2 separate regions of the Oryctolagus cuniculus genome follow, and region 2 is linked to region 1. The links are chromatin contacts, called in public Hi-C maps. All regions are on one chromosome and are shown on one strand. The core of a region is the stretch at or near the end of the contact, and the rest is flanking DNA. Distances in the headings are between cores, read along the strand shown.

Region 1 (3,070 bases), core at 224-2,723:
TCCTCACAACTCAATGAAACCGGTATTCTTAGAACTGTCATCTGAGGGAGGAGGAAAAGAGGCCCGGGACAGGTCAGCACCTTGTTCAAGGCCGTTCAGTTGGCACGAGGAGGCCAGAGTTTTAGTGCGGGCCTGGGTGTCCCTCATTCAGTCCCTAATTTTGCCATCTGGAAACCAAGAGGCGCAGGGAAGTTCAGTGGGCTGCCCGAGGTGAGCCAGCCACGGGAGACACAGCCCTGATTATAATTATTAGCGTCTCTCTGGATTGCTTGTATTTCACTATTTAACAATTCTCATTAGTCAGCTGTGGTTTTAAACCTGTTTCATGACCCAGGATCAATCCGTTTTCCCCTATTCTGTCCCTAGTTGTTGATAGACAGCAGGAGCTCCCTACTCGTCTTGCACACTGGAGAGATGGGAGGTCTTCAAAACACCCCGCCCCATGCACCATTTTTTTGACTTAATGCAGTTGGGGTGCAGCCCGGGTACTGGATTAAGAGCGCTCTGGCTGGATCCAATGTGTAGCTAGCACTGAGAGGCCCTGGCCTACACAAAGAACATCCACTCATTCATCTTTTGCTAGATACTGCAAATACTTTAGGTCATTTTATCACCTCCTTGCCTCTACATTATGTGGCTAAAATATTTTCACAATTTGAATGCCTAAAAAGGAACAAATAACCATAAATATTTCACTCAGCTAAATATTTGCATGAATTATATATGTAAAAAAAGGGGTCAATGAGGTGTCAGGATGAATTGAATTGCTGTGTTTAGGTAACTGCGCAAGACCAAATTACCCTAAGTGTAAGCTATTCCATACTATAGCCTTCTGCTTCTAATGCTATATTAGTTAAGGAACTACAATACTATATATAAGTATGTATAAGTATATATATATACACACACACACTGTATACAAGTATATGCTATATATTAAGTACTATATCCCTTAGGTAACTTTGAAGCAAAGACACTGTTTGGGTCTATGGATTTATAGAAACCAGATCAATACAGCCAAAGTCGTAGGCTCCACCCCTCCCTTTGAATTACTTGAATGAGCCACAGAAGTTGCATTTATACTTGCATTTGATTGACAATTAAGAACCAGACCCAGTCTCCCAAGTTAAATCCTCCGACTTGTGAGAAGCCTACCCAGGCACTGAGCTGTGCTTACCTGAGCAAATGGAGTCACAATCAAGTCATCTCCGTGTCTGAAAAAGAAACCAGATCCCGTGTTAGAGGTCACCAACAGCGCTATGAGCACTTGTGAGCAATAGCACACAGTAAATTCCACTTCCACAATTCCCACAGAGAATTACAGTAATTCCATCCTTATTCTTCAGCACAGGCTCCTTCCGGCCGCTGGACTGAAACACAGCTTGTGGGATGGTAACCATTGTCCAGCTCCCTGGGTAGAATGTGAGATTTCTTGATCATCAACCAAGGTCACTGTTGCTTTTTAAGAGCACAGAGGAGAAGCCAGAGCAGTGCCAGAGTTCCAGCAGGGGGGCCCATCTTTTACTTTTGGGCCTCTTAATGTAGATCGTAGTAGGGGCTCTGTGGAAGGAAGCTGCCACCGCAGCCGCTTTGGCCAGAGGACCCTGGGCCACGCAGTGTCTGAAGGTGAGAAGCATCGAGTGTTCCGCATCATCGTGCCTAAATCCTGGACAGGCCAAGGACTGCAGGCGATACGGGACTGCATCATAGGCTAATAAAAACCTGTTGAGGCTTCTCAACTGACTCACGTCCCAGCCACTGCCGTTACGGCAGAATGTCACCTCGTGTGTGCTGTTGCTGTAGCAACCTTGGCAACACCACGCCTGGGATGCAGGAGCAAGGTGTCACACTGACGTGTCTTGGAGAGGGAGGAAAAGGCTAGTGAAGCTGTGCAACGTTCACTGTGGAGGAACGTAAGAAAGCAGGGCCCGGGAGTCTTTTGTGGCATTTCTTAGCATGAGGAATTCGCGAGAGGCATTTCCAGACTCTCCATGGACTGCTTCCTGACCTCGCCGGCCAAAACGCTTCCATCAAAAGTGAATGTAGTTACTCTACACCCAAAGCTTCCTGGACATGACCGTAACGGAGAACAGTGTGACTGGACTGTTGGATCATTCATGAACCATCTGAAGAGAACCCAAGGACCTAAAACGGCGCTCACGAAATATGCAGCAGCGCGAGGAACATATGGATGATGTTAGCAAACGGATCACGGCCAATAGTTAGGCCAGTAGTTACAGTCACCAGGAAATCATGCACACATTTTGAAAATAAAAAACAGGGAGAGTAAAGGCAGAAAACACACTTTGGAGGAAGCCTGTGTATCTGTGCACCCCTGGTGCTGGATCTAGGAGCACACTGTACCGGGCGCTTACTCTTTGTAGGGATCATTCATGGAATCCCAGACCCTAGGAAGCTTGCACTTTGAGTTTGAAGATTATGCTACGAAGGAGGCAACTGAGGTTCAGAAAACCACCTGGCCTGTAAGCTACTAAATGGCAGAGCCGGAATAGACATCAAACCAGGTTTGCCTGAGGCCGAAATCGGAAAGGTTTCCTCCTGGAGAAATGGCCCATGGTGGGAACAGGCCGGCTTCGCTGAAGAAGTAAGAAGGTCACAATGCATAGGTAGCAAGGGAATGCGCGCTCACGGGGGCCGAGGAACTGCCTGGCTGTGAAAGAACAAGATGTAGCTTCTCTACATCGACAGTGAGTGGCCCAAAGGAGCTAGGGAATGCCACGCAGACCAGCGAGTGAGGAGTGGGAGGGAGCCCCTGCAGCCCCAGCACAGCCCGTGAGAGGGCTTGGCTTCTGCGCTGGATGGAGGCGTGGGCTGGAATGCCAGCTCTGTCACTTTCTACGTGTGCGGACTTGTCTACACTGCAAAATCTCTCTCTTGCCTGGGTCTCTGCAAGGGACAGAAAGGAAGACAATAGCACACATGTATAGTGTATACAGTGTTGTTTGGGAATGAAGCAAGTTAAAAACGTTCGGTGTTCAGAAATGTGCTTAGCACATAGTGAATGTTCAATAAACACTATCTATATTAATAATAATTAGTTATAAATATT
Region 2 (2,969 bases), core at 40-2,539, 470 kb after region 1:
TGTGCCCCAAGCTGCCTGGACAGTGTCAATCCTCTCTGAATAAGTCCCTCATCATACCCTCCATCAGAGGGCCAGCCTCCTGCCACAGCCTCCGCAGAACCCTCAGAGCCATCTGTGTAGGAAGACTCTGTCTGTATCCAGACAGCAGCAGTTAGAAGGTATCTGCTCTCTGACAAGTCTCCTGCAACTAACGACTTTTTAAGAGAGACATTGACTGAGGCACTTTTGTATTGCAACCCTTTAATAGTGCACTTCTCTTCTGGAGCTGATCATATTTTATACTAATGAAGCCTTTCTGCCCAGCGTTTGCTGAGCAGAGCTCATTTGTACTGATTTGGGCTTTAAACAAAAAAAGTGTCTCTTTTCTTTAAGCTTTATTTTCTTTGGTTTTCATGGACACTGTATTTAAAATGAGTTACTTGGCTGTACCTTCTCTCTCAGGGGCAAATGGCCCTGAGAATTAATTATTTTCTCCTTCCTTTACTCATTCCTCCTTTATAAAAGGAATTTAACTTTCTGAAACTGCAGAGCTCTCTGACAAGGGAGCTGTTACTGTAGGAAAACTAAAGGTGACTGTGTTTGCCTTTCTAAGAATTTGTATTGAATGCACTCCTGTAATTCTTTGGGTCCAAGGATATCTAGAATTCAAAGCTCAGGGACTGAGAACACCACATGGAAAAAAAAATACTAAATGGGATTGTACGTCTTCTTCACAATTCTGATCTGTCAATTTTGCTTCATGAAGGACAATCAGGTAGGCTAATTACTGCCATATGCCTCACAGTCATAGGAATAGAATCAAAGCTGCCAAAACAGAGTCTAAAGGAAGCTCCCCAGGTTCCAAATTCTTAGCATTGTGCCTAAACTCACAACCAGGGCGATTATTTCAAAAGATACTGGGCATTCTTTCTTCACATTGTTAACTGCCACTCAGTGATCACAATGCCTAGGGTATCCCCTACTGGCTGGTATACCTTATGACTAATGCTAGAAGCACACAGGAGAAAGGGCGAAGTCACTGAAGCAGCTGTGGTCGCAGGAGCAGCTGTCCAACCCTGCATTACACTGTAGTCAGATGGCATTTTTGGGATTCTAGTTTTTGTCACCTGGCTTGTGCAGTGATCCTCCTGAACATTTAGCATCTTGCTTTACATACAGGAAGTCGAGTTATAATAAACATGCTGAAAATTTTTAAATTTCTGGCAATGAAAATATTTAAAATTCAACATGGAGCAGGCATGGTGGCACGACAGATGAAGTTGCCCCATTTAGGGCTCCCTGGGATCTACTCCTGCCTTTGCTTCTCCTACAGCTTCCTGCTAGTGTGCACCGCGGGAGCAGCAGCCAATGGTGTGACCCACATTCTTAAATCCCTACTACCCACATGGGAGACTTGGAAGGAGTTTCTGGCTCCTGGTTTCAGCCTGGCCCACTCCCAGATATTGTGGGCATTTGGGAAGTAAAACAGCAGGTGGAAGATTCTCTCGCTCTTGCTCTCGCTCTTGCTCTTTCAAATAAATAAATAAATAATCAACACACAAAGTGAAATTTTCTTCAATTAAATAGCTTTTCCTTAGTGTTATTACTTCTTGAGGAGCCCAAATTATCAAATGTTGTTTGAAAACTCCATTGCAGACTGAGCATGCCTTATCCAAAATGCTTAGGGCCCGAAGTGCTTTAGATTTCAGATGTTCTCAGCTTTTGAAATATTTGCAAATACATAATGAGATAGCATGCAGACGGGACCCAAGTCTAAACATGAACTACGTTCATGTTTAATGCACACCTCAGAAGGAATTTTACGTAATATTTTTAATGTGCCCATGTTTTAACTGCCACCAGTCACCTGAGGTCAGGTGTGGAATTTTCCACTATGTTAACATACTGACATTCAGCAAGTGCTGAATTTCGAACATTTTGAATTTCTGAATTAGGAATGTTCAACCCACACATGCCCCAAGTGAAGGGCTAGACAGTGAACAGAATGAACACAGTAATTAGGATGCTAATTACCATGACAAAATTTATTGCCAGGTAAAAGCACCACCATGTCGATGCATGCAACCCATACACCCTATATTATGCATGCTCAAAAGATGTCAATATGACTCTGGACTTTTGCACAAGCACCATGTAGTTCCCTTTTTCTTTATGGCATGTTCAGGTAGCCAATATCTGACCTACATTCTCTGAGTTAAATTACTCATAAATAAGAAATTTACCATGTAGTCCCATTAATTTTGAATGTCAAGATATCTAGGAATGAAGCAGAACCTAGAGAGAGTCTAGAATAAACCACACATAGGACAACATCCTCACATTCTCCTGGCCCCCTGCATCTCCCTTGCCATCTTTAGAGGTTTGTGAAAATCTGGTTAAAATGAGTTGAGAGTGGCTTCATTTCACAAAGAAAAGGAGATGCAGATGAACTCTCTAGCTCAAGATAAAGCTGTGACTAGAAACAGGCATTTTGCCCTTTCTGCTAACTTCAGTTTGCTAAATCTGAATATATGATAGTATATAAATATAATGTTCATACTTACTGTTCTCAACAAATCACTCTTTTCCCTGTGAAACAATTTGCTCCATGAACTGCTAGGCCTTCTGGTAAAGGGGATACAATAGGTAGCCCCATTGTCTGCTTAGGCACAAACATGCTTTGGGTCGATGGCATGTGAGTGGAAGTGCCTGTACGTCAGTGCAGAGTAAAGACTTTCAGAAGCATTGTGTGTTTGCACCAGCAACTTGTGTATTTCCTCAGCCCTAGTGCTGTGGTCAGACCCCAGCCAGCTGGTCCCTGTGGAGGGCTGAGCCACTTCCTCCACTTTCTTCTAATGGATCTAGTGGTTCAATCTATTGAATTGACAGGAAAATAAGCAAAGATTTTGACTGGAAAGGAACATGATGTCAGGGTAAACCCCAAGGAATGCAGACTTGACTTTGAAAACATGATTTGTCAATGGCCAAGC

What was found. Hi-C and Micro-C count contacts between places; a contact is called where the count stands out from the background.
Region 2: a Hi-C map of embryonic fibroblasts shows a contact between it and region 1, with 1.9 times the contacts expected there. The contact joins two enhancer-like sites. A contact is called at or near these places in 3 of 6 Hi-C or Micro-C datasets (embryonic fibroblasts, psoas muscle and an unstated tissue).

What each region holds. Positions count from the first base shown.
Region 1 is chr14:79,907,153-79,910,222 of mOryCun1.1, forward strand. PDE4D (phosphodiesterase 4D) reads right to left here. Exons shown (of 18, transcript XM_070056730.1): 6 at 1,178-1,214. Among named protein-coding and RNA genes, the nearest start is that of MIR582, 520 kb to the right of the region's middle. Within about 2 kb of position 1,474, at least 2 of the 8 cell types and tissues checked have an H3K27ac peak or open chromatin away from gene starts, as enhancers often do.
Region 2 is chr14:80,380,587-80,383,555 of mOryCun1.1, forward strand. All of the region lies in intron 4 of PDE4D (phosphodiesterase 4D), which reads right to left. Among named protein-coding and RNA genes, the nearest start is that of MIR582, 44 kb to the right of the region's middle. Within about 2 kb of position 1,290, at least 1 of the 8 cell types and tissues checked has an H3K27ac peak or open chromatin away from gene starts, as enhancers often do.